2 separate regions of the Hordeum vulgare genome follow, and region 1 is linked to region 2. The links are chromatin contacts, called in public Hi-C maps. All regions are on one chromosome and are shown on one strand. Each heading gives the region's core, a stretch centred on a gene start, on an enhancer-like site or on the middle of the called end of the contact. The rest is flanking DNA. Distances are from core to core; before and after follow the strand shown. Region 1 holds the start of LOC123397049 (DNA damage-binding protein 2-like). Region 2 has its middle 17 kb from the start of LOC123400150.

Region 1 (7,068 bases), core at 3,668-6,167, 89 kb before region 2:
AAGGTGTGTATGGTATGTCATATATGACAATGCACAATGATATCCCTGAATCACATATGACAGTATACAGATATATCTTGAACTCAAATGAAAATAGGAACTCATCACTGGTAACTCCATTTGGAATTGAGTTGCCAAGCGTAATGCATGAATAAACCATATTAGCATCCAAGTCAACAGTTTCAAAAGGAGCTGCATATAGTGCATGTAAGCTATTAATCTCACATGAGGTATCAAACAACTCCTAGGAGTGCTCATTTACTCACAAGTAAAGGAACCCAAAACTATCCGCCACCAAAAGAAGACCTTTCTCGATGTTTAAGTCCATTCCGTATATCATGCGCCAAGTGCTTGGACCCTGTTAAAAGCAACAATCAGGGTTGATTAAATCAAGCCCAAAGTGGATGCAAAAAGAAAAAAAAGAAAACAATGCAAACAAATGTTTGCCTAACACAGCACAAGAAGCGTTGAGATAAGATTGAAATGCAATATAAGCTTGATCAGATAGCAATGGAGATAACTTACACTCCAACCATCTGGGTTGAGATTTAACAAGGGCGAGCCAATTCCAGTGTCCAAGTCTGTGCTGCTGATAGTCCCATCAGAAGAAGCTGTGTATAGCACTCCATCATTTGCAGTGTCAAACCTGAATAAGATCATATCAAGTTGCCATATTTCATCCTTGGATAAGGGAACGAATAATAGCCATCAAGCTAAAGCTCTTACTTCATACTGTTCACAATGTAGGAGTGCACAGAATCATAAGTAATCTTCTCATGCAGCTTAACATAATCCCAATTCCCCATCATGGAGTAGCAGCTTCTAAAAATTCTGAATTCATAAGTGTTTCATATGTTAAATACTTCTCATTTCAAATTAAGTATCTTCCATGAAGTTAGTTTATAGCCCGGACTATATAAGTAAATCGATTGCCTGCAAGGCTGCAATTCTAGGCTAAGCTAAACTTTGGAACCCCATCACGAACCCTTTTGAGAACTGGAATGCAAGACCACATCTGGTTTTGGGAGACCAACAAACTAAAACTTTGCTAAAAACGATGTCTGCTTATGAATTGAATAAAACATTGCTAAAAACGATGTCTGCTTATGAACTGAATAAAAGAACAGCTTTGCAGTTTGGTGGCAGACAGAGAAACACATATGTGAACAAGGGCAAGTTCATTTCATCGGCCTTGTTAGTGATTTGGCTTTCAAGGGGCTACATACCTCTGCTATAGCCACCGTTAGCGATTTATAGTTTGACAAGAAGATTTAGGCTATGGCCATGGATCCATGGTGGAGCAGTTTTGTCTGCACAGAAAGAGGAACAACAGGGAGGGCATGAGGTGCTCAAGAAGGGAGTGCCCGAGGCGGGCGTGCCGGTCCTGGCCGTCGTGCTGAGGGCCTGCGGCGGGGTGGTCCTGGCCGTCGTGCTGGGGGCCTACGGCGGGTGTGCTGGTCCTTGCCGCCGTGCTGGGGGCTTGAGGCGGGGCGGTCCTGGCCGCCATCGACCGCCATGGCGGGGCGCGGCTCAGGCCGGCATCGAAAGGAGAAGAAGGCGAGGGGGCGACGAGAGATGAGGTGGGAAGAGGGAAGGGACATACCTGCGCCGTCGCCGGCTGCCTGGTTGCGTGCTAGGTCGCCGCCGCCAGGACCTCCCCGAGCTCCCTCGCCTCCTCGCCGGAAGCCGACGGCCGACATCCTCCTGCGCCCGTACGCCACCCCTCTCAACCTGGCCTCCTCATCCTCCTGTGCCCGTACGCCATCCCTCCTCGCACCCGCATGCCGCCCCTTCGGCCTCACGTCATCGCCGACAAGGCGCCCTCCCGTCGCCTCGCGCGTCTTCTCGGTCGGGGCCCTATATTCGGAGGAAAACAAATCTCGCCGGGTCTGAGCACGGATCGAAGGAAGGTGCGAGAGAGGGGGAGAGAGAGAAAGAGGAGATGGGGTCAGGAGAGGAGGGGGCGTACCTGAGCGAGGGGCCGGCGGCGGTGGCGACCTCACCTTGCCACCTCGACGCCGGTGACCCCCGTCGGTGAGGATCTCCTCCAGTCCGCCGACAAGGGCGCCGCCACTCACCTTCTCCTGCACCGACGCGGCTGGAAGAGGATAGATCAAACAAAGGATTTCGACTGAAAAAATTACAGATGCAGGGGCTTTCTTGCAAATATGAAACGTTTTTCCACATATCCCTCACTTAATCAGGGGCTGTGGGTTGAATGCTCGAAAACGGAGGAACTTTTTCGCAAAACAGCCACGACGGACGACCAGAAAACGTATTTGCTTTATTATTAGGTCGAGATATAAGTAACGAAAGGCCAGTGCGTTGCAACGCGAGAAAAAAATTAATAGTCTTTGATGATCTGGACCACATTTTGATGCATCGCCAAAATATACTACCACCCTTAATTCCGTGAAATCATGAAGATTCTTTTAACACGTGCACAAATTTGAAGCTGTGATGCTTTTTTCAAATTCGTGAACACTTGTATAATTTTTCGAAAATCAAGAACATTTTTAGAATGGAATTAATGGGAATTTTATACTATTTACAATTTTTTCAAGAAAATCTTGAATTGGCGAACGTATCTAGAATCAACGAACATTTTTTTGAAATTAGTACAACAATTTTGGAAATTACCGAACTGTTTTGATTTAAGTTTTTTTTTTGAACTCAATGAACATTTTTCAGATTCATGATTATTTTTTGAATCGGCGAACATTTTATGAATGAATAAACTATTTTATAAGCCACCAAGAGTTTTTGAATTTTAAGGATATTTTTATTTCATTCACATTTTTTGAATTGGCGAAATTTTGTTAAATTTCGTTAAAATTTTCTAATAGAAGAATTCTTCTAAAATTTATGTACATTTTTTGAGTTCCTGTGCATTTGTTTAATATTTTGGATATTTTTTGAATGAGCAAAATAAATTGAATTCACACTTTTTATGATTTATTGAACATTTTGTTTAATGAATCCCACTTTTTATTCTCGGATTTTTTTAAAGTCATAAACTCTTAAAAATAGAAAAAACACAAAATAAAAACATATAAAAAAGACATGGGCCGGCCAGACGTATGGAATGCATCTTCGCCAGCACACAGAACACTGTATAAGAGGTCGCTACTGCATGGGCCGGGCCAGACAAGGGATTCCCCTGTGTGAAACTTTTTTCTCTCACTTATAGATGACGTTGACGGATAATGTTTTTGCAACTTTTGGGGGAATTTTCAAATGTACCGTCCGAAGCAAATAGCTCCTTTATTATTACGTATACATATAAACAAATTTATGGATATTCCACTAATGCGTTTTCTAAATCAGATGTACTGAACTAAACAATGACACATTTTACACATTTTTGAATCGGGGCAGTGTGTTTTCATATGGTTGTTTATTCATTTTCGTTTGTACGTAGTCTATACCGAAACACCCAAAACACCGTATATTTGTGAACAGAGAAAGTATAAAGCTGTTTTAAAACGAAAATGTTCTAGTAAAAAAGCAATGTTGTTTTTGTTTTTTGGCCAAAAAAAGAAAAGAAAAGTGGCTTCTCTAACATCTTAGGGATGAAATCTTTAGAATATTTACCAAGAGGAGTACAAAGGAAAACTAATACTTCCTGTGTCCCAAAATAAGTGTCTCAACTTTATATTAGCTCTAGTATAAAATTATATTTAGTTTGAGACACTTATTTTAAGACGGATGGAGTATATGGTTGGATGCTCAAGAGGATGGTGATGCATGAGTCTATGAGCGAAAATTGGGCCGACGCTACTGGGAGACGAGGACGTCGGTCCCGTGGCGCCGACCGCGTTCCTATCCCGCCGGTGCCGACGAGCGGTCGTGCGCGCCGCGAGGAGATCGAGCGCCGCCTCCGCCTCCTCCCCGACGACCTATACTACAACGAAAGGTGCGCCGCCGACTCCACCCTCTCGGACACCTGGCTCAGGGACGAGCACGACGTCGTCAGCAACGGCGACGACGACGACACCGGCGGCCAGTGAAGACGGCGACTGCGACGGCAACGACGGACTTTTTTTTTATATTAATTATGTCAAACTGGGCCGTTTTGTGGCCGTGAAAACTGGGCCGTTTTTAATGTTAATATTATTATATTTTAGGTTTTTTAACTGCTTTTATTTATTTTTAGTTGAGTTTTTTTATTTTTTAATCAAGTCCAACGCGACATGACTAGGGGTGCGGCCGCGTGGTGGGCGCACACACGACCCAATCGACAGAGGCGGACATGGGCATTGCTGTCTCAAACGGACAAAATCCGGTCAAATCGGATGCCCATTTAGGGTCGTGCAGTGGAGTTGGCCTTAGGCACCATACTGCGAGAGTGGGGTTGGACCTTGACACGAGGCGCCAGTCTGATAGTATGTGTGCGTCTTTAACTTAAACGTTACATAGTGTAATATGGCGTCTGCCAGTTGAGCCGCACATAAAAAGGTCAGTTGAGTGAATTTTTTTAAAGCGTGACTCAGTTTGTAAAATAATATTTTTTTAAAGCATGACTCAGTTTGTGAAATAATTTTATGCATGATCAATTGTGTGCATTTTGCCTATAAGCACAGACAAATGAGTCAAGCCAAGCGTGCCGGTCTGATCCATCGGACTGACGCGACACATGCGTGCACCGGTGAGACTCCACCGATCGTGCCACGAAACGACACTGCGGCCGTCTATGTGTGCCTCTCCAGCCGCACTCGAACCAGACAGACACCGACTGTTTTGGACGGATGGTATGCATGCTAGCTGGTCCCGTCTGCGTTCGAGATTTGCACATAACGGGGACAAAGCAATGACCGGTCAGGCATCAGGTTCAGGCGCCGTACGTACGTACCAAAGACCGTCATCTTCATCGGAAACGGACTGAGCCACATGTAGTAGTAGCTAGTACAGCCTACAGCTTACAGAGGCGTGCTGGCTTGAGTAGCTACAATTAACATGGAGAACCCAGACGGCTTATCAGACCGGGGCCATAGACGTCCCGATCGGGCTGATAAGATATGCACTCAGAGGCAGCTAAGCTGCGGCAAGCGGTCGACGCCGATAGCTCACCGCGAACGGATAGCCCTAGCTTGCCGTCGACTTGAGTGTCAGACGTATGACTCCCTGCTGCTTGATTACCCAGCAATTATCGAACGGAGTTGCGTGCGGTTAAGAGATTCTGTTCATCGCTCGATTAGGATTAGGAATAGCTGGATGATTGGTAGCTGCTTCGTGCTCACATGTAGTACCACCACTCCGGTTCATGTCTGGCGGCGATCGATCGAGTGTTGTGTTATCAACCAATTAGTTACTATAGAACGGGCAGGACTATTGGAATGCTCGAGGGGTGGTCTTAGCTATCGCGAGAACTGAGTCATCCACTCTTTATGTTATTGATTGAAAGAAAAGAAAAGGAAGAAAAAATGTCTGCTCACCAGCTAGCAGCTAGGGTTCATACCGTGACGGTCACCGTACACAAGTTTTCTTTGGATCCATCCATTCGTTGTCTCTGTGAGTCTTGCACTCGAAGGGACGTGTGATGTGCGCGTGGGTCTGTTGCCAGCAGCATATACAGGCTGCAAATGAAAGAAAAAGGATGTTTTCAACGTGGAAGTAGCCAGGCCACTAGCAGGACAACGTAAAAGGATGTGTTGCAATCTCATCTGAAGAGGCGGATGCACATGCGGGAGATCTTTTCTTGCTAGGCGGGTGAACGAGACCATCTATCTATCGATGGCTTTAGCCGGATCACGTCCTACCGATCGTGATCCACTCATCCACTACAGTATGTCTGAAAATTACGATCGTGGGTGGCAAGCGGCTTCCGGAGCACCGAAAGGGCGCACTTCTTCTTCTTCTTATTATTATTATGAAGAACGCCCGGCAAAGCGAGGGGCGGTTTGCTGCCTGGTGAGATCAAAATCGTCTGCATTTGTTTGTCCCGACGTCCGCGCCGTCTTCCGGACAGTCGCCGTCAGTGGCCACTTTCTATCTCGAGCAGGAGTAAATTTAAAACTCGGGAGACTTTGGCTGTATTTTGGACATTTGATCTGACCGCGGGGGAGACAGCTTCGCTGGTATTGCTATCTTTTAAGTTTTAGTTTGGCCGGTCCTGGCGAGAGCTAGCGCCAGATTCTTGCAAACCATGGGTTGTTGAGGCTCAGGCAGGTTGTCAACTTGGGGTGCATTTGCAAAGATGGAACTCCGGTCAGCCGTTGGTTTGCAAGTGGCGGCTGCTGCATCCTCGGCGATTCATCAGTCCCGCGTCCTGTCGCGCCGGGATACGTTTTTTCTTAAACAAAGACAAAAAAAATTGCCTCATCGATTAATTAAAAAGAAAAAAAATACTCTGTTAATTTATGAAGAACCAGATGAAAATCGATACACACACCCTCAAAGTTATACTCACAAAGCATAAAACAGTACGATCACTTAGACAGCCTGTCCAATGCTTCCAACACCTAACAACCATTGCTCTCAATACCTACACAACACATCCAAACCCACAACACAAACCCAAAAAATGAAATCCACGGTGACGACACCAGAGTCATAGCACTATCCATCATGAATCGAGGACGCCTTTCCTTTGGTGTTACACTTCTTACCGTTGCTCATGTTTGATTTCTCCTTCAAGAAACAACCATTAGTCTTGTTGTAGTTGCGGACGTAGTTGTTGTCAACCAAGTGGCTGGAAGATGCCAACACACCGTCCTCATCAATAGCCTCAAGCATAGGAACCTCAGGTCCATAGGACTCGGACGCCTCCAGATGCACACCTGACAAAGATGAATCATGCCCCTCACACGAAGTCACTGATGAGTCCACCTTCATACTCTCGTGTTAGACTCAAACATAGCTCCCTGAGCCCAGGCATGATCTGCAGCACCAGAGCTCACTGGAAGACAACGTAGGAGGCGAGGTAGACGTCAATGATGAATTGACTCCACCGTGAGGGAAGAAACAACCAAATAACTCCACCCCCCTTGTCCTCCGCATAGAAAGCACCTGACACACAAGGAGGATTAGATGTTGGAGTGGTCTGCAACATAACTGGTATAAAGGAGA
Region 2 (6,428 bases), core at 3,922-6,421:
GGTTCGTGGGACGGTTCGTGGGACGGTTCGCGGGGCGGATCGAGGGACGTGAGGACGTTCCACTACATCAGCCGCGTTTATTAACGCTTCTGTTGTGCGATCTACAAGGGTATGTAGATCGGAAATCTCCGCTCGTAGATGAACATCACCATGATAGGTCTTCGTGCGCGTAGGAAATTTTTTGTTTCCCATGCGACGTTCCTCAACACAAACCTTAAGTGTGTAGACCCTACGGGTTCGGGAATCATGCACACATGACTGAGACACTCTCCGGCCAATAACCATCAGCGGGATCTGGATACCCATGGTGGCTCCCACATGTTCCACGACGATCTCATCGGATGAACAACGATGCCAAGGATTCAATCAATCCCGTATACAATTCCCTTTGTCTGTCCGTATAAAACTTGCCCGAGGTTGGATCGTCGGTATACCTATACCTTGTTCAATCTCGTTACCGGTAAGTCTCTTTACTCATTCCGTAGCACGTCATCATGTGACTAACTCCTTAGTCACATTGAGCTCATGATGATGTTCTACCGAGTGGGCCCAGAGATACCTCTCCGTCACACGGAGTGACAAATCCCGATCTTGATTCGTACCAACCCAACACACACTTTCGGAAGTACCCGTAGTGCACCTTTATAGTCACCGAGTTATGTTGTGACGTTTCATACACCCAAAGCACTCCTACGGTATCCGGCAGTTGCACAATCTCACGGTCGAAGGAAAAGACACTTGACATTAGAAAAACTTTAGCATACGAACAACACGATCTAGTGCGATGCTTAGGATTGGGCCTTGTCCATCACATCATTCTCCTAATGATGTGATCCCGTTATCAATAACATCCAATGTCCATGATCAGGAAACCATGATCATGTATTGATCAACGAGCTAGCCAACTAGATGCTTGCTAGGGACACATTGTGATCTATTTATTCACACATATATTACTGTTTCCTGTCAATACAATTATAGCATGAACAATAGACGATTATCATGAACAAGGAAATATGATAATAACCATTTTATTATTGCCTCTAGGGCATATTTCCAACAAGAAGGAGCAGTCATGCGTCGCCGCCGCAGGACCGAGGCGGAGCCCGACGAGGACGCCTCGTAGTCGCTTACGACCACGGGGACAGACGTGCGGTGGCTCCGCTGGAAGAACGCCAAGGCGCTCGGGATTGCCATTGAGAAGTCTGAGCGCAAGGCGGCGGAGGCAGCAGCCGAGGCGGCTCAGCTCGCTTAGCTCAAGCGGTAGCAGGAAAGTAAGGTCCGGCGGCTAAAAGGGCTCGTCATCCTCTCCAATGACGACGACAGTGACCACGGCTCCTCATCGGACGACACAGATGATTCCGCACCAACCGTCGACTCCTATACCTGCGTCGACGACCCGAAGGGCAAGGGCCAGCGAGGAAGTGGTCAATGTGTGCCGTCTTCATCTTCATTTTCAAGATTTTAGTAGTCTAGTTTAAATTTGTTTGTTGTTTATGTGAATTGTATGAACTGTGGCGATCTTTTGAACATCAAACGATGATCTTTTGGTGATTGGAATATGCATTCATGTGTTCGATTCTCTATTTCTGGTTGATATACATTCTTTCTATCTATGTTGTGTGTTAAGATGGATATGACAGATCGGATATAAGATACACAGATGTGGATAACACGATTGATGAAGTGCTCGATCGTGTCCGCGGGCGTTTGAGGATTTGTAGATCTTCATTGTAGATGCTCTTACATGCATGAGTCGATGCATATGACACATGAGCACACTCGTTTATCCATAATGCCACATGAGTTGGGTTTGGTTAGAATTGCATAGATATCACGCACGACGATTGTGGACAATTTTCTCCCTATAGCAGCGTGGTTTTTGTGTGTGTACGTGTGTGGTTGTACAAGATTACGTACGTACGTCGCGATCGTACACAATGGTACCACGTGACAGTGATTGCACTCATGGCTCGCGCGGGCATCCGCTTGCGGTTTCCATTGACACCGACCGCTAAATCGGCGTTAAAATCATGAGATCTTTAGCTTGACCAAATTTGCGACGACGATTTATTTTCTTATTAGAAAAACGGACACGTGGGATTTTTGTACTATATTATACTCAAGAGAACAGGATTAGTATTTTATTGCATTTATTCATTGATTTTAATATAGCTTATCACTTATGTAAACGTAAGTTTTGCATTAGGACAGAATCGAGGAGGCCATGCCACACGACGACGTCGATCCACAGGCCGACCGACGTAAAAGCTTAAAACATCTATAGCCGGAATTTATGAATCTCGTTCCTTAAATAGTGTGCGGATGTATCTTTTATTTATTCGTTTATACAGTCATATTCTTTAAAAAAAATCATATGTTCGATCACTTACACATGATTGACAAAGAGAAAGAGAAAAAAAAAACAATGAACCGAGATGAGGTCGCGTCCTATGTGACGGATTGATCAGACGCGTCCGAATACGTCCTCAAACCCTCATATCCTCTTCATATTTGAAAGTGATACGAGGGTTCGTAAACAACTCGGACATATATAAATGACATGACGGATTCGATTGTGTCATTTTCTTCTATCACTTGTTTGTTCATTGATCGCGCTCGTCCGGACGTATGGAGGGTCATGGGTCCTGGGTGTAGATGCTTATAGGACATGATGCGTCCAGCGTGCCGGTGTGATCCATCGGATGCGTGCGCCGGTGAGGCTCCATTGATCGATCCATGAAACAACAGTGTGGCCGTCCATCTGTGTCCCTCTCGAACCACACCATTTTCCTTCTTTCTTTTTTTGCGGGAACTCTCGAACCACACTTTGACCAGGCAGGCATCGACTGTTTTGGACGTGCTGTGATACGCTGGTCCCATGCTCAAAACAAATCTGCTCGTACAAGACTACTACGTACTTCTATAATACAATTTAGCACGCACACGGAATAGCAAAATAATGGCCGGATGCCAAGAGGGTGATCGTAGAGTAGCACAAGAGATACCGGAATTCTCTTGGTAACGGGACACATGCACATGCACGGTCCACACACCCCACCGCGGATTGATCAGGAAGAAGAATAAGGAAAAGTACTACTTCTAGTAGCACATATCATAACCGCCGTCGTCAACGAAAACAGACTGCAGTAGAGGGTGCACACAGGTTACAGAGGCGTGCCAGCTTTGAGTGGCACCATTTTGAAAACTCGGACGGCTTATCGGACCGGGGCATAGACGTCCCAATCGGATACGCCGCTTGCATGTACGACGTACGTATCTGCATCACGTGCCGGCTAGCAATCAATGGGACAGTGCGCGATGCCGTCAATCAAGTACTCCCTCCGGACATTCTTACTATACGTAGTACTCTGCACATATGCTCATAAGATTTTTCTAGTTTGGCCAACTTTATAAACAATGACATCGTTAGAGCAGCTTCAATGGACGACCCATTTCAATCCGTCGTCCTTTGTTTGGCTTCGCGCGGACAAAATGGATGGCCGAACGCGCTGACCCATTTCCAAAACGCGTCCTTACCGATCCATTTCTGACTCAAATTTAAGACTGAAATGCGTCGGCGCGGACACGAAGCGGACGAACGCGCACCCTCTCTGTGTCCGCATGTGGCCGGCCTCGCCGACTTGTCACACAACCACCCACCCACATCTGCCCGTTTTTTTAATTCGCTGGCCCACCCCACCCACATTTCTTCTATTATTATATTACTACAGTGCTGCTGTCCACTTGCTTCCCGTTGGATGCACGTGCTGATCCATTTAAAAAAGCGGACACGGACATGCCGACGGACGAGCCAAACGGACAAAATGGCCATCCATTTGGGTCGACCCATTGAAGTTGCCCTTAGATATGTCATGTTATTTATAACTTTAATAATGTAGATGTTCAAAATTTCCACATCAATATTGTCAACTTCACAAAGTTATAAAGTAGGCACTGCTACGCATCGGTCGGCCAATCCTTTTAAAAGATCGGCCAGGTCGCTAGCCGCCAGACCTAACGATGTGCATCTTAACTTTTGTGACAGAGATAATGTTGCGAAAACGTGTGTAGAGTTCTTTTTGCAACGGAATTTGTTACATAATATTTTCTGTAACAAAGATCATGTTACGGAAATGTCTGTAGATTATTTTCTTGAAACAGAGTTTGTTATAGATTGTTTTTTACAATAAATATCATGTTGCGAAAATATACATAGACCTTTCTTGTAACAAAGTGGGACGATAAATATTTTTAAAAAATCTACTAGCTCCGCAGCCATTTAAATCTGACAACATCCAACAACCCAACATCGGTTTTACTATCGTAACAAAGAAGTGTTGCAGAACTTTTGCAACAAAGAAAATGTTGCAGAACTTTTGCAACGAAGCTCATACTACAGGAAATTATTTGCAACGCAAGGTGTGTTGCAGATTACTTTTCCTAGTTTTGCGACATTGATGATGTCACATGTTTCTTTTTTTTTGCAGTCAAAGATGTTGCAACAGTAACACTAGCCCGGTTGCCGTCTTTATTTTGCAACTTCGCCATTTTATAGAATTCTTTAGGGGCAGGCACGTGCAGCTTCCGTTGTGTGAGGCGGAGCCGACGATTTCGCGACGCTGGTCCTGGACATGGTTCGTCGTACTGGTTTTCGTTGGGCTCGCACCGCGGCGGAGGCGGCAAGGGGGGTGTGCCTCGTCCGCTTGGGAAGGTTGCGTCGTTTCCTGTCAATACGTGGGCGACGTCGATGGCCACCATTTAGGCCCAGCCAGCCTTGTCGCTCCGCCATAATTGGGGAGGCCATCGTCAACGGAGTTACCTTTTAGTTGATCTGCAATATACCACTTGTTGGGGTTTGATTTTAAAACATGTGACCAATTGCATGAATGAAACTAGCTATAAAAACGCATTAGTGGCGAGGGTTCTAAGGAATAAGGATGAAGGAGAAATGCGGTGCGTGGACGTAATCAAGACGCGTGACAAAACACAGGACGCGGCGGATGTAAAAGAAAAAAATCAATGGGTTGAACACCTGCTTTTCCTTATAAAATTTAATTTCTAATCAATTTTACATACGAAGTAAAAAAAGGACGGTAGGGTCAGATGTGCGCTCCGGGCTGGGTTGAGGCTGAAGCAATAACTGGTCGATTGGTACAGGCGGTTCACATGTACCACTCTGGTTTCCTGTCTGGCGGCGATTGATCGCGTACCACAGTACACAACGCAAAAAGCATTGTCAACCAATTAATTAAGACAGGACGCGACTGACTATTCAAGTGCTCAAGAGTTGTTTTGTCGCCTACGCGTCTTAGGCTGTTAAATATCATAGGTAGTATCATGCATGCCAACTAAGCATTTTTGATGAGGTGACATAGAATTAAATTAAAAAAGAAAGGGTTAAGTATCATATCATGATACCGTATCATATTAAATGATGTGCTACTATGTATCTCGCATGATAATAAATAAATTACACTATGATACTAACATATGATACTATACATTACGGATGTGGTATCATACACTAGTATCATATGCATTACCCACTACAACCAGCCTTACCTTCGAAACTATCTCATTTGTCTTATAATATTAAAAACACATTTATATTATGGGATGGACGAAATAGTACTACTTCGATCATTAGCCAGATATCATAACTTCTATACCTAATAATAAAATAAATAGGTATTATTATTCCGTCGTGTTTTTGCACAAAACCCCTCATATTTCATGGAGAGTCAACTCATAGTTCATAAAAAAGTGTTAACACTTCTCCACACGTTTCATTGGGTTCGTATATTGCAGAGTTACACTGTCACACGCTGAATTCCAGTCCGGAAAAGAAAGCAAACTGCATTGGAAGGAATTAGTAACCCTGATCACCTGGGATAGAAACGAAAGGACAGGGATTTCTTCTACAACCCAAAGCTTCATTAATATTCAGATTATAGATAATAGATGGGGAATAAATCAGGCACGTATCCACTTTATATCATCTCGAAGGCGCTGGATGTCATCGGCAAGATGGTGAAGGTGGACGTGGTCTGCACGTCCAGTGCGGCTACAGGTGGATTGCCGCTCGGGGCGAGCAGGAGCTTGCACAGTGGCTTTCATGACTGTTTTGGTGCTCGCCAACTCGTGGCGGCGGTATGCAGGGCTAGCTGGTATGGCATAATGTAGGCACAGGGGGCTGCGGCTGCCAGCAAGAACGGGGCAGAAACTGTGCCGGGAGAAAATGTGAAGCTGAAATAGGTCATGACAAACATTGTTAGGATACGTCGAAATTTCATGGTCTAAAAATAAATATTTAGCGTAACCTTATTTAATTTTCGTCCGGTGTAACGCATGGGCATTTGTAGTAGTTTAAACATAAAAAAATAGATATTCTTAGTCCGTTATTAATGTTTACAAAAAAGTCCATG

Evidence for each region. A called contact is a pair of places that touch in the nucleus more often than the background predicts.
Region 1: a Hi-C map of seedling shows a contact between it and region 2, with 2.2 times the contacts expected there. The contact joins two enhancer-like sites. A contact is called at or near these places in 3 of 6 Hi-C or Micro-C datasets (leaf and seedling).

What each region holds. Positions count from the first base shown.
Region 1 is chr5H:503,817,505-503,824,572 of MorexV3_pseudomolecules_assembly, reverse strand. LOC123397049 (DNA damage-binding protein 2-like) reads right to left here and starts at 848. Exons shown (of 3, transcript XM_045091753.1): 1 at 727-848; 2 at 526-646; 3 at 263-358. The coding sequence starts at 809. The coding sequence ends at 263. Within about 2 kb of position 4,917, at least 3 of the 3 cell types and tissues checked have open chromatin away from gene starts, as enhancers often do. A contact at or near this core is called in leaf and seedling, where this site is marked.
Region 2 is chr5H:503,729,849-503,736,276 of MorexV3_pseudomolecules_assembly, reverse strand. No RefSeq gene overlaps it. Among protein-coding and RNA genes, the nearest start is that of LOC123400150, 17 kb to the right of the region's middle. Within about 2 kb of position 5,171, at least 3 of the 3 cell types and tissues checked have open chromatin away from gene starts, as enhancers often do. A contact at or near this core is called in leaf and seedling, where this site is marked.